Regions from separate parts of the Arabidopsis thaliana genome. Here region 2 is linked to region 1. Evidence: chromatin contacts called from public ChIA-PET data. All regions are on one chromosome and are shown on one strand. Each heading gives the region's core, a stretch centred on a gene start, on an enhancer-like site or on the middle of the called end of the contact. The rest is flanking DNA. Distances are from core to core; before and after follow the strand shown. Region 1 holds the start of RSR4 (Aldolase-type TIM barrel family protein). Region 2 holds the start of LHCB4.1 (light harvesting complex photosystem II).

What was found. ChIA-PET counts read pairs in DNA pulled down with a chosen protein or histone mark.
Region 2: a contact with region 1 is called in an H3K4me3 ChIA-PET map of shoot, with 12 read pairs. The contact joins the promoter of LHCB4.1 here to the promoter of RSR4 in region 1. A contact is called at or near these places in 2 of 26 Hi-C or Micro-C datasets (rosette leaf and shoot) and 1 of 2 datasets of contacts at active chromatin or transcription factors (shoot).

Annotation. Positions count from the first base shown.
Region 1 is chr5:169,420-176,781 of TAIR10.1, forward strand. RSR4 (Aldolase-type TIM barrel family protein) reads right to left here and starts at 4,244. Exons shown (of 1, transcript NM_120219.2): 1 at 2,470-4,244. The coding sequence starts at 4,086. The coding sequence ends at 3,157. AT5G01420 (Glutaredoxin family protein) reads right to left here and starts at 6,850. Exons shown (of 1, transcript NM_120220.3): 1 at 5,360-6,850. The coding sequence starts at 6,672. The coding sequence ends at 5,467. It overlaps ESP4 (HEAT repeat-containing protein), which reads right to left and starts at 1,883. Exons shown (of 27, transcript NM_001342588.1): 1 at 1,451-1,883; 2 at 865-1,024; 3 at 663-755; 4 at 505-580; 5 at 226-394. The coding sequence starts at 1,665. AT5G01430 (Got1/Sft2-like vescicle transport protein family) reads right to left here. Exons shown (of 7, transcript NM_120221.4): 7 at 6,969-7,362.
Region 2 is chr5:204,606-211,967 of TAIR10.1, forward strand. LHCB4.1 (light harvesting complex photosystem II) reads left to right here and starts at 4,261. Exons shown (of 2, transcript NM_120231.4): 1 at 4,261-4,988; 2 at 5,276-5,943. The coding sequence starts at 4,479. The coding sequence ends at 5,638. It overlaps AIRP2 (RING/U-box superfamily protein), which reads left to right and starts at 1,827. Exons shown (of 5, transcript NM_202992.1): 1 at 1,827-2,256; 2 at 2,848-2,998; 3 at 3,098-3,164; 4 at 3,262-3,496; 5 at 3,565-4,006. The coding sequence starts at 2,192. The coding sequence ends at 3,565. RUS5 (root UVB sensitive protein (Protein of unknown function, DUF647)) reads left to right here. Exons shown (of 15, transcript NM_120229.4): 15 at 301-1,074. The coding sequence ends at 546. It overlaps LECRKA4.1 (lectin receptor kinase a4.1), which reads right to left. Exons shown (of 1, transcript NM_120232.2): 1 at 6,374-7,362. The coding sequence ends at 6,680. It also overlaps AT5G01542.

The DNA.
Region 1 (7,362 bases), core at 2,994-5,493:
AGATTGGATGCTCTTCAGTCAAAAGTCAAATCTAAGTATTTCATCTATGTTCAGATTATAAAGATTTTCTAGACCACAACGAAAGTAATAGAAAAAAAACATATAGAGCTAGATTTTTAGGATTCATAGATAATTTGCCGGTATTCTTTCCAAGCTCCAAAGTCCAAACTGATTGAACGATACCAAATTAAACTACGCATATAGATGCACTTAAAAACAACTCACCTATTGATAAGAACAATAATCGTCGAGCTATTTAGAGATTTTGCTGCAGGGTGCCTAAGCTGATCAAGCAGTAAACCCAATTTCTGGCTGGCCTCAATTGACAAATCTCCAATTTTCAAAACAGGATGACCCCCACGGAGAATAGATATATTAAAATCTGCTTCAATTCCTTCAGGACAGGTAACTAGATTGTATAAGAACCTAGTATCTAATAAGATACTAATAAAACAACAACTTCTAGTTTCACGGAATTGAGCGGATAGATCCATAAAGATTTACCTTCATGAGGAGTATACAAGAGAATAAGCGCTTCCACAAATTTCATAGCGCATAATTTTACACCACTATTTCCTTGCTAATATACAGGTCACAAGAAAAAATACAATCAGATAAGAAAGACGACCCATGGGGGGATTAGAGAAAGCATTAATTCCCACCTTGAAAGCCACTGAGCATATTTCATCCTTGAACTTAATCAACCATGTCCATGAAGATTCAAGAAGATCATTCAACTCACTAGAATGCAAACCCTGGAAGCCAAATAGCAATAAGCGCGTCAAATAAGAAGGGATTTACATACGAAATGCAGGAAGAACAGGTCACAAATACAGAACCTAAAAACAAAAACAAGAAAACAACCTGAACTGCCACTCTTTCGAGGGTGGAACGGAATAAATCAGCTCCACAAGCAATGACCTGCCTGGCCACAGCTGGTGTCTCATCTTCAAGAGACTTAATTAAAAGGGGCACTATTTCAGGTATTAATTCCACATATTTCAGGCCAATTTCACCAAGTATCCTGCATTTGAAATATCATCAGAGGTTCAGCGAGTTATGTAGATTCCCTAGTCGCAAATAATTCTTTCAGCAAGCTGATAAGAGTAAGACAGACACTGAACCATCACTTATGATCACTGCCTGAAGTGAGATGAGATGTTGTCCATGATTAAGAGCAAGTAAATATACAAAGGCAAGAAACTATGCATCATTAGTGTGGCCATGTATATAATTATAGAGAGAGACGGTGATTACAAAAATAAAGGATTCACAAAGACCAAGAATCAACAATTTCATCATTTAATGTATAAAAACTCCGGAAATTCATTTATATCTGTGTAGTTACAAACAAATCCGAAATATTTCAGAAACTCCAGCATGAAATCACCACAAGAAGAATAAAACTAATCGGGGAAAGAGTTACAGATTATACAATAACGGAGCTTACTCGGCGACAAACTTGCGGACAGCACCGAATTGATCGGAGAGAAGATCGAAAAGGTGAGGAAGCAACTCCGTGGGAAAAACGGAATCGTCTTTTTGCAAATCCCGGCGCATATAGCGCAAGCGTTGCAGCTTGGGAGGCAATTCCGTCGCTGATTTGGCGGAATTCGCGAGATCTTTAAGCCTTGCTCTTGAATACGAAGCCATGATTCCAACCATAACAAATAGGTTTCAAACAATCGATAATAATATATACACTAGTGCCCAGAGCTTTGATGGATATGCATCTATCTTCTTCTTCTTCTTCGACTATGGCATATAGGGTTTAGAGACAAGGACGACGATGGAGATTCGTTTTATTTCTGATATGAACACTAATGAACTGATTTCCATTTTTGAGGTCTTTCCTAAAGGAGACTGATCAATAGTTACACTACGTCGTTTGGATAAAGAAAGAAATTGTGTTATGGTCCCTCATATTTGATAGTATATTATATAAGTCTCATATAGTTAGTGAATTGATTAAATAGGCCAATGTGCAGTAATAATGGGCCGATGTGGGCCTATTTCGATTGATATTTAAATTGTATCCGTGTTTCTGGTCTTACCGGAGTCTTTTTGGACAAAATGCGAGTGATGTGCAATCAAATCACATTTACAATTTGGTTAAGTTTTGTTTGATTTTGGTTGATCTCGGTTAACAAAATTAACCTGTTAGTAGTGAGAACCTTTTGAACTTTGAAGTAATGCTCTTTGGAGAAATTGGATCCGGCAGAGCCAAGAGCTTAGAGGCTGAAGTCAAGGGATATATACTCGTATCCCTAAGTCATGGTGTCGTGTAAGACCTTCAAGAACTCGATTTTGAACAAAAGAGCTCTATGGATTCCGATGATCGTATGCTACTACCGCGCATGAGATCTGAAATCCCATAGCTAGAAGAGCCCCATGGATTTTCAAAGCTAGAAGAGTGAGTCCCATGGATTTTCAAAGCTAGAGGACTCTTATGGATTTTAAAAGCTAGAAGAGTCCCATGAACTCTTCTCCTTTACTAATCACACATTAACATAGCATTTCATAAAAACCAATTTACAATGCAAACATAGCTGCAAAGAACCCCCCATAAACCATAATCCACACATCATGAAATCGATGATTAGTACTCGTTAACAACAAAGAAAACTCAACTCATATTATCTTCCTTTGTTAGGTTGACAGCTATGCCTGAAATCACAAATTTAAAATAAGAACTAGAGGCTATGTGAATCTAATCCAGGACAGTTCTTCAAAACCAAATCCAATACTCAAAGTCTCAAACATCTACAGAGCTCAGTACCAGTGTACGAATTCCCAAATTAAACAAGTTCATCCTTTGTTTATCAACCTGATACTACTAAGTACTAATAGGCCTGTCTGAAATGTAATTGAACAACAAGCTCAATGGTCAATACCAATGGATCGAAGAATATATCAGATTCAAAACCAACTGATCGATCAAGAGAGTAGTACATTATTATAACTGACAAACTTGTTCTTGCAAAGGGATTACGAGTTACAATAACAAAAGACTATCAAAGATTATAAGGAAAACACAAAGGATACAAACTACCAACAATATCATCATCTTCTTCTTTTCAAAGAGATTACTGCAAAATGGTCTGAGAAAATTCTGAAACCATTTCGTCTGAGATATTTTACCTTTTATTTCTTTGATCACTCGGAGCGATTAGCGAACCTCTCAACCTTCTCATCGTTGAGATTGATCCCAACCATGGCTTCTCCAAGCCCACAGCTCACCTCCACAAGCATCTCAGGGTCACTGTAATGAGTCACAGCCTGAACAATGGCACGTGCACGACGAGCTGGGTCACCGCTCTTGAAGATACCAGAACCAACAAAGACACCATCACATCCAAGCTGCATCATGAGAGCTGCATCAGCCGGAGTAGCCACTCCACCGGCGGCGAATTGGACTACAGGAAGACGACCAAGCTGCTTAGTCTGCATCACGAGATCGTACGGAGCGGCTAATTTCTTAGCGAAAGTGAAAACCTCATCATCATCCATGTTTCGCAAAACCCTAATGTCACCATTAACAGACCTCACATGCCTCACAGCTTCAATAATGTTACCGGTTCCAGCTTCACCTTTGGTCCTAATCATCGCCGCACCTTCACGGATCCTCCTCAGAGCCTCGCCGAGATTCCGGCAACCGCAAACGAACGGGATCCGGAAATTATGCTTGTTGATGTGATGATCTTCATCAGCAAGAGTCAAAACCTCGCTCTCATCGATGTAATCGATTCCAATTGCTTCAAGGATCTGAGCTTCAACGAAATGACCAATCCTAGCCTTAGCCATCACCGGAATCGTAACGGCTTGTTTGATTTCTTTAATCATTTGTGGATCGCTCATACGAGCGACGCCTCCTTGAGCGCGGATATCAGCAGGAACACGCTCCAAAGCCATGACGGCGCAAGCACCAGCCTCCTCGGCGATACGAGCTTGCTCGGCGTTGACGACATCCATGATAACACCACCACGGAGCATCTGAGCCAAACCGACCTTCACGGAGAAGGGAGATTTCTTCGCCTCCGTTATCGCACCGTTACCGTACACCGCCACAACGCCGGTTCCTTCCATTATCGGAGATTGAAGAGAAATTTGTGTGGAGAAAATGGAAGAGAGATTTGGGAATGGTGAAGCGATTTCTGGCCGGTCCTCGTTTATCTATGGATCGGCTTTATAGTGAGAGTTTGTGGCGGTGTGAATAAAAGCTAAAATAATAAAATAGATGTTTTTCTCTATTTTTATTAATTAAATAGAAACTCCTTAATTATTGAATTTTTAATTTTTATTTGGGAAAGTGTGGGATTTTGTTGTGATCGGACGGTCAAGATTAAAACACAATTTCGATTTTTCGATTAACACATGTTTAGTGGACTGCATTTTAAGATTTTAGCCAACTAAACTAGAGGTTTTGACAAGAAAAAATGAGTCGTCCGGAATTGGATTATAAAAGTGTTAAATGCATTGTTAATGATGTTTTAAAACGTTTTCACAATTTATTTTTTCTTATTTTAAATAGATTTTAGGGAAAAAATTTTGGAAAAAAATCTTCTGACACAAAGAAATGTAACTGGACCTCATAGAATCCACGACTGTCGCTCTAGTCCGCATTAATTGTTGCATAAAAGACAAGGAGAAAAAATGTTAGCAGAAAATGAATTGCACGCTTTTGGAAAAAATGTTATGGAAAGCATCATTTTCTTCATAACAAACATCTTTATATTTCTTTATCAAACAATTTACAACCAATCGTTTTGGAATGGGATTTTTAAGATACTACATTTGGGAGTAGGAGAAATTCATTTTTATACAATAGTACGTTAAGTTTTATAATCCTAGAAAAAAAAATTTGAAATAAAGGAAAAAATCTCTTAAAAAGAAAATCTAAAAATAGCAGTTTGTGATGATAAAAGTAAATAGAGAAATAGGCGGCTGTGGTTGAAAAGGAAGGCCCGCCTCTCCTTTGCAATCAGTAGATTTGTCCACTCAGCCGACCCTGGCGGCCCAACTTGCTCTTTTGACTACTTCACTGTAACTATACCATTCAGATATTTAAGTATTTGGCAATTCATCGAATTAGTGAATACGTTTTGTTAAGTGGTTGATCGATGATTAAATCAAATAATAAGGGTAAATTCTCAAATAAATGTAGTTTATGGATGACAATCTTAGTGGATGTTGCAAAAATTTTGCTACTAACACCGGTATGTTAATCTTTATACACATCATATATAATTATAAACATTAACAAATGCTATAAATTTAGTGCAATTCGTGTCAATAATTCAAACTCTTTTTTAAGGCAATAATAACTTGAGATTTGTGTAGAAACAACCATATGATATAACTGATGACCATATTTATTTTCTGTATAAAAAAATCGTTACAATACTAAGAAAAATAATAAACGAATAATGTAATTTGATATATATAGACCAAACAAAAAAAATGGTATTAGGAGCAACCAACGCACACAATTAACCCATTCTCATTACATATCAAACACTGAATTCTTGATCCATCACCAGAGATAATCCGGCGACTACCTCTGCATCCATCACACATCAAAAACCTAAAACCATCGCACCGCCGGCAACGTTCATCTCCGGTGATTGGAATGCCCTCAAAGAGAATCTTAAACTTCCCTTGCTCGTGCAGTCCCAACACTCTCTGAGCTCCACCGATACACCTTCCTTTTACGAACAGAACCGGAGGCAACACCTCTGTTTCCGCCGCTGAGATTCGTCGGAGCTCTTCTCTATACTCTCTATGCATCGACACATCTCTCTCGTAGTACTTAACCTTAAAACTATCCAGCAGAAATCGGATCATGTTGCAATCGTCGAACGTTTTTCTGATTCCTCGAAGAGTCGTTGTGTAGAAAACAACGGATTCCTCTCCTCCCGGAGGACACCGTTCCTCGAATTCCAACAACGGATCCATAAGGGTATTTCCGTCTTTTCCAATGTCTTCTTCTCCGATGACTTCTTCCCTGATCGCATTTACAATCTGAAGGGCATTTCCATCATCTTTGTGAAGAACGACGACATTTTCGTCTTTCCGTCTATACTCTACGACGCTAATCACCGGAGGAATGCTATTCCCGTCTTTTCTGATTTCCTCTTCCTCGGGAAAGACGATGTCGTCTTCATCATTGACTCTGGCTTCTCTGGAAAAATCCTTAATCTTCCTAAAGCATAACGCAGCTAATTCAAATGCTTCTAACAGTTTCGGATCGAAAAGTGTGGTCGAATTCAAATCAGGTCTTCTAAATCCAGATCCGAAACTCTTTCTTCCGATTCCTGTATCAGATCCGCATGAAACTGCCAGTTTACTCTCTTTCCGATCACACGGAACTCTCGGAATCTGATTCACCGGAGGCCGTACGTTCTCCTCGTCGCCGACAAAATTTCCAGAAGCTTCTTCTTCTCCTTGTCTCACGTTTTCCAAAAGTTCCGTTACATTTGCAATTTGATTTTCAGACTTTTGAGGGGTTCTCCAGATAGAAGCGGCGGATGTAATCTGAGGAATGTGGTTAGATATCTTTGGAAGAAACTCATCTGCAGCAGAAAGAACCTGGAGAATTCGATCCTGATTCAGATATTCTCCGGCTCTAATTGATTTCAACTTCTTTGCAAACTTCATTCTCGATGACTTCATCTCCCTCCAGTGTATTACTTCACCGGAGATCTATACCAATCAGATCAAAATCGAGAAAACTTCGCTGGGGATAAGAAGATAAATTAGGGTAAAAGAGAAGAAGACGATGAGGGTGATGATGATGGTTCAATTTCAGCCCCAACGGCTAGAAAAAGACGGTAGCTTCTTTTTTTTCGGGGGAAAACAAATGAGAGAGTGATGATCTGCTACGTTTAAGTGTACTAAGGATTCGGATAGTAACCACTCAGCAAGTGCCACGTCTTCAGACGATTTCACTACACACACGCTAAACGCAACGGTCCCTTAAACTCGCAAAGTTGCAACTTCCAAGTGGACCTCAAAAATCAGTCCTCATAAACCGAACCACATTTGAATTACACATTAAACCGGAACCGCTAATCAATTTTTATATGTATGCAAAAAGCAAGCGACGACGTATTGCCAAAACAAGATTTGGCTAACCGATTTGTCAGAGTTAAACAACCAAAACGTTTACAAACTCCATCAAAGAGCATTAAGTCACTGAGTTTTTCTCTCAAGTACATAGACACACAGCTTCAAATTGTACGTTCTTTTCCTTCCTATTTTCTTTCTCCTATGGTTTTAGTTTTCTACAGGAGTCACCAACTTCTTCTTCCAAAAACTTTAATCGCCTGTTCAGCTGCATCTAGCTCAGTGAATCGTCTCTCT
Region 2 (7,362 bases), core at 3,011-5,510, 35 kb after region 1:
TGAGGTAGGCAGTCATTTTTCAGAAATATCGGCTTAACCTACGGGACAAAGTTTATTCACCTTGCTGGAGAGTACTCTCAGTTACCGTGGCTAGAGTCGACCTTTTGTTGTTTTATCAGTAAAGTGTTGCATGATCTTAATATTTCTTTGCTTTTATCATTCTCGTTTGAAACTACGTTACTTTACATACTTTCTGGCTTTTTTTCTACTCCTTCTCCATCAAGTATATCGTGAATGTGAGGCCTAATCCATTTTGTTTTGCCTTGCCTTTAATTCATGAATGTAAAACAAATAATGCAGGTGAATGCCACAAGCAGAGACGTGTTGAGATGCCTTTGGCAAGCATATTGGTTAGAGGAGAACATGGAAGAAAGCTTTAAAGACAAGGATAGTGTGTTCCACTGGCTGAAGCAAAGCTTGTCGGAGATGGACAACAAGTTTGATGATTTCTTGTTCAAATTGGATACTGCTGGATGGAATCTACGTGAATCTAACTTGAAGGTTCCCAACCAAGTTCTCATAGACCAGGAATCTATCCCTTTCTAACACTCGATTGATTGATTCTTCAGACTCATCACGCAATCTCTTGAACAGAAGAAAATAACACTGAGGTAAATAATACCAAACCCTGTCAATTTGAGAATATGGAGTAGTCTATAGGTGATTTGTAGAAATATCATGTTCGGTACAGCTAATATAGTTAGGATATATCAGGCTTTGTATGGCAACTTGTTTAAATTTGTATTGTGTGACCTGATCCATATAAAATTAAGAAGAAAAAGTAAAATATCTAATAATAAGTTAGTGTGGATGATGAGACAAATGGTAAGGTTTTAGGCCAATGATAGTGATTATACCTCTTTTGTTTGTACTTGATTCGTCACCATTATTCTGCTTGCGTTTATTTTAGAATTTAGAGGTGGCTTTCGGAATTAAAAACAACAAGACAACAACATTTTATAATTTTGATTTGTATACTAATAATAGAACCAAACTCTGCTTCTCTCAGCTATTATTATCTAAGTACTGATATATTTCAAATTGTAGCATAAGTTCTGTATATGTATTAGATAGAGTTATCTTTTGATTTATTATCATATACGGATTAAATTTGCAGTTTAGAGCAATGTATTTGCAATTTTGTGAAAAGTGAATTTGCTTTATTTTTGTCTTCATTACTAAAGTTGAATTAGCGGTTTGATGAGTCATTATCGCTATTAATTTGTTTCCGTAATAATAATGATAAGCAATCATGTCACGAACATATTACTAATATTGTGGTGATTCTTTTGCCCTCCTCATCCATATTCATTGATTGTAAAAGCACACGTAGGTCACATACGTATCATCCTAAACCCCAAATTAAAAAAAAAAACTAAGCAATTTTTATACATGGCCTTTGGCGATCCAAGCATGCAAAAATATTCCATAAATGGTTAACACAAAATCATCGATTCTGAGGGGTTAACTAGGGTCCACTTTATTACCGTATGGAAATAGAGACACGTCAAAGCTAGTATTTGGACCTACGTACGCTCATGTATTCCGCCACGTGTCGTGGTTTCACTGACATAAAACACATGTCGGTCAGATAATTCTAGCTCTCACGACGATGAAGCAATGTAGGCTCACTTCCACTCACCGCCGCCTATAGCAGTGACACACGTCCTGTCACCGGCGTGTCACTCAATAATTATCAGATTTTCATTTTAATTAAATAATGTTATCCTATATTTGTTAGGTGGATCCCAACGGGAGGGCTTTATGGTAATTACCATTTACTCCTGAGAAGCTTTTATTTTTGTGTGTGGAGTAGTAGGAGAAGTGTTGCCGTTCCTTGTCGAACAAAAAAGAGCTTTAGACAGACGCTCCTCCCCTTTTGTAATATTTTTGATATTACGTGTGCTCTACGCGAATCTATCAATATCTAAATCCTCTCTTTCTCTCTCTCTCTCCTCCTTCTTCTTCTTCTTCCTGTCGCTGCCTTGTGGTTGAGTGAGCAAAAAAACTCAAAACCCTCCATGGAAATGGGAGAGAGAATCAATTCGAGTTGTTGTTAGGGGGTTTGCGATATTTTAGGCTTCTGTCGGTGATCTCGACCAAAAAAAATAAACAAAGGAGCTAGTAGGGTTCTGTTTTCTCTATCACTCGGAAGGAAGCTGGTTTATGTCAAAACTTTGTTCTTCGGAAAATGCGAAAATCGTTCAAGGATTCACTCAAGGCTCTTGAAGCTGATATCCAGTTCGCCAACACTCTGTAAATCTCTCTCTCTCTCTATTTCTTCTCTCTGTTTTTCTCTGTTTTGATGTTTCGATGTGTTGGTAGAATCTGATCGTGTTCTTAGTCGAGAGTGGTTGATTTGCCTCATAAATTTGTTTGATGCTGTGGTTAAATCCATATTTAGTTGGTACTTCGGTTTTCCCTTTGCTTGAGTTGCTGATTTTTGTCTCTTCCGATTCGATAGGTCAGATTGTTTTTTTACTTCTACTGAAGTTTCCAGAGGATAATCAGTTTTTGATACTTGTGAATCTGTATCTCTGTTGTCTGCTGGGTCTTATGTGTGCTGATGTCATATTGAATTTAAGACTTTGCGTTTACGCGAGCTCATAAATTCCAATTTATTCCTTAGCAAGTCTCAGACGCCACCACCACCTTTTGGTCAGATCACACAAAATCTATCTATAGTGGTCAATTCTTTTTCCTTTCGTCGTATATAGTCTCTGATGCTATCCTAAGTTGACTTGGTATACTTGGATTAAGCTGTGAAGCAACATGTTCATGTTGCGTACTAATCTCACCAATCATTGAATCAAAATGATTAAAAAAAAATGAACTATGTGTGTGTAGGGCGTCAGAGTACCCAGAGGAGTATGATGGTGGCTACGTTCAGATGAGATTATCTTACAGCCCGGCGGCTCATCTCTTTCTCTTCCTTCTTCAGTGGACTGATTGTCATTTCGCTGGCGCTTTGGGCTTGCTTAGGATCCTTATTTATAAGGTCTCTTATTAATTTTCCTGCTGTTTTATTGCTACTGGATCTTCAAGATCACAATGTTCTTGTCTGCCTGATATGTGATTCTCTGTTTTTTATTTATAGGCATATGTTGATGGGAAGACCACAATGTCGCTACATGAACGCAAAACTAGTATCAGAGAATTCTATGGTAATCTGTTAATCACTTATTCTCTCTTAATCTAAAGGTATAAGATTAGACCAGACGATATGTTTTTTTCTGACTAGCAATGGATGTTGTTGGGCAGATGTGTTGTTTCCTTCGCTATTGCAACTTCATGGAGGGATCACCGATGTAGAAGAAAGGAAACAGAAGGAGATATGCGACAAAAGATACCGTAAAAAGGACAGAACAGATAAAGGAAAGATGTCGGAGATCGATTTGGAGAGGGAAGAAGAGTGTGGAATCTGCTTGGAGATTCGAAACAAAGTTGTTCTTCCTACGTGCAATCACTCCATGTGTATAAACTGCTACAGAAACTGGTATATAAAGCTTTTCCTTCTTTTCACTCACTCTCACCATTCATCAGCCTTTTTCTTACAAGTTATAGAATCTCTTGTTTGGAATAGGCGTGCACGGTCACAGTCGTGCCCGTTCTGTCGAGGCAGCTTGAAAAGAGTGAATTCTGGTGATCTATGGATATACACTTGTAGCGCCGAGATTGCAGATTTACCAGCGATTTACAAGGAGAATCTGAAGAGGTTGTTGATATACATTGACAAGTTGCCTCTCGTTACTTCTGATCCAAATCTTGTCCCTTATGCTCCTCTTCCTCGGTGAACATTACATTCTCTCTGTTTCTTGTTATGCACATAGCAATTTCTTTCAAACAAATTTCATCTATTTATGTCCACTTTGTATATAATATTTATGTGTTTTTAGTTGGTTTTTCATCTTTCTATAGTCTCAGATTTGGGTTTGTATATAACAACCATTGGTTATTGACATTTAGATCAAAAATTCGATATCATATTTGCTGATTAAGGGTACTTAATCACATTTTGGTTCGTTTAAATTAGTATCTGTCTATCTGACTATGAATTACAGTAACCGATTGGTGTTTCAGTCAAACCGACTTGTTTTGATCGTTTTGGGGAGTAATTTGGTTTCGGTATGGATCGAATTGGCTGAACCGGAAACCAGCAATTTGAGTGAAGCACAAGACCGCAGTACACGTGGCTTCTTCTAACTGGGGTAAGAAATTATTTGACCCAATCAGATTGTACCTCATCTAGATTTTATTGCCAATGGACTTGAAACATCACCAGATAACGCAGAGTTTAATAGATAAGATTAGTAATCCTACTCACCGTCAGATGGATTTGTGAATCGATCCAACGGTCATAATCGTCTTTCCAAGATAGGCCAGCTCCGAAACTCACCTCCACGCATCTATAATCGTGTATCAAGAAACGGATCTTTCTTCTCTATCTTCTGAATATCACAAAACCCAATTAGCCGGAGATGGCCGCAACATCCGCCGCTGCTGCAGCTGCTTCTTCCATCATGGGTACTCGGGTGGCTCCCGGTATCCATCCCGGTTCAGGTCGGTTCACAGCCGTGTTCGGTTTCGGAAAGAAGAAGGCAGCTCCCAAAAAGAGTGCCAAAAAGACGGTGACTACGGACCGGCCTCTTTGGTACCCAGGCGCCATTTCTCCTGACTGGCTTGATGGTTCCTTGGTTGGAGATTACGGTTTTGATCCCTTCGGTTTAGGCAAACCGGCCGAGTATCTTCAATTCGATATCGATTCACTAGACCAGAATCTGGCTAAGAACTTGGCCGGAGACGTGATCGGAACCCGTACGGAAGCTGCCGACGCCAAATCGACGCCGTTTCAGCCGTACAGTGAGGTGTTCGGAATCCAGAGATTCAGGGAATGCGAACTCATCCACGGACGGTGGGCGATGCTCGCTACTCTCGGCGCTCTCTCCGTCGAATGGCTTACCGGCGTTACATGGCAAGACGCTGGCAAGGTAACGCCACTCCCTTCTCCACTTGGATAATCGGTTATAAGTTAGTTATTTCGAAGATGCTAATAAATTAGTATTCAAATAGTTGCGTTTGCGTTTGTTTGCGACTCAGATAGAAATGTATGTACAATTTAGTTGATTTAGCGTTTGCTTTGGCGTCTGTCTCTCTCTCTTTCTTACAGTTTGCGTTAGCATTGGACTGTTTGAGTTTCTGTTCAGTCAAGAATATTCAAGTCTAGTGTTCAATGAGTGATATTTAAATATTAGTTGAAATGTTGTTATTCAATCAGGTGGAGCTTGTAGATGGATCGTCCTACTTGGGGCAGCCATTACCTTTCTCGATCTCGACATTGATATGGATCGAGGTGTTAGTGATCGGCTACATCGAGTTCCAGCGCAACGCCGAGCTTGATTCGGAGAAGCGTTTATACCCCGGAGGCAAGTTCTTTGACCCGCTAGGTTTAGCGGCTGACCCGGAGAAGACTGCTCAACTTCAGTTAGCTGAGATCAAGCATGCACGTCTTGCGATGGTCGCCTTCTTGGGATTCGCGGTTCAAGCGGCTGCAACAGGTAAAGGTCCACTCAACAATTGGGCTACTCACCTCAGTGATCCACTCCACACCACCATCATCGATACCTTCTCCTCATCTTAAAATCATTATCATGTGAGATTCTATTTGTAACTTATGTAAAAACAGAGCTATGATGATACTGAATCGACTTTGGGCTTTTGCTTGTTTGGTTTATTTACATGTTTGGCCCATGACATTAAATTGGGCTTCTCCTTATTTACTATACCTACTCGTCGTACATTTTCAAAATGTATTTTTGTCGCATATACAGATTGGCCCAATAGCAGGAGTACAAGACCGACCCATTAGTTATGTTGTGATTATTTTTTCTTGATTTGGACAATGAAAAAGGAGAACCGTACAGAAAAACAAATAAGTCCACAGACAAAAAAAAAAAAAAAAGGATAGTCACACACCGCGTGGGATTTGGATGAACATGGGAGACTTGTCTTGTGAAGTCTCCTTGAAATTGATTCCGTGTCTCACTGTCACTGTTCCGTAATTTGGGAGGACATTGAATTATTATTTTTGTCGTTGATTATGACACATAACAAGCAGGTTCAATTACTAGTTTAGGAAAAAAAAAAAAGCAGGTTCAATTACTTGCTCGTATGCACTGAAGAAACAACCACAAAAAATGTTTTCAAACTATTGAACGTGGAGATTCGATGAATTGATTGTAATTCTAATATTCTTTTGAAGAAAAATATTCATTGAGGAATGAGGTTCGTCATAATCAATTATGAATATAGAATTGGCTGGTTCAACGATCAAAAATGGATAATCCGGACAATATAACAAAAATGATGACGTTAAGCAAAACATACAGTAATTTTATATAAAAAAATCATAACTGTATGAGTAATCTTTGTGACGTTACAAAATACTAATTTTAATTTTTTTGATAGTATGACTAATCTGTGTGACGTCACGAAAAAATTATATATTAAGGTTTTACCTCCCCGCCACATTCATTTCAGAAACTTTTAGCTATAGACATTCCAACAAATTTATTTTATACTATTGTTCATTAATCATAAGTACTAGTTAAATCATGTTTTGGTCTTTTGAAGCTAAACGATTTGACTAATTCGAAGCAAAAAAGTGAATGTGCTTTATCCACTACTGACTGATACGAGAAGTCGAAGAAACTCTGGTGATTGAGGTCGACGAAACATATCCTACCAACTTGGATCCGAATTCGCTTCTTGAAGACTTTGAATATCCCCACTCATCGTCAATCTCAGGTACATTCTCCTCTCCGTTTAGATACCTAAGCACGATTCTCATCGACGGCCGAGACGCCGGTTTTTGGTGGCAACAGAGCAATCCGACGGCGAGAGCAAGCCTTGCTTCTCCTCCGTCGTAACCAGATCCTAGTCTCGGATCAATCGCACTGAGAATCTCACCGTTCGCGTGAAGCTCCATAACCCAATCGACCAAGAAGAAGGTACCGGAATCCGTTGGTTTTCTCCCGCAAACGATCTCTAACAACAAAACGCCAAACGCGAAAACATCAGACGCAGATGAGGGGTTTCCGTTGCGGGAAAGCTCTGGCGCCATGTACCCGATGGTTCCAACGAGTGCTGTTGTTTCCGATAGCGTTCCGCGTTCGTAAAGCCTCGCGAGTCCAAAATCTCCCAATCTAGGGTTCATCTTTGAATCGATCAAGACATTGCTAGGTTTCACGTCTCTATGAATCACAATCTTCTCCCATTCTTCGTGAAGATACAATAAACCAGACGCGATTCCTTTAGCGATCTGAAAACGAGCGTTCCACGACAAAACGGCGCCGCTTCTTCTCG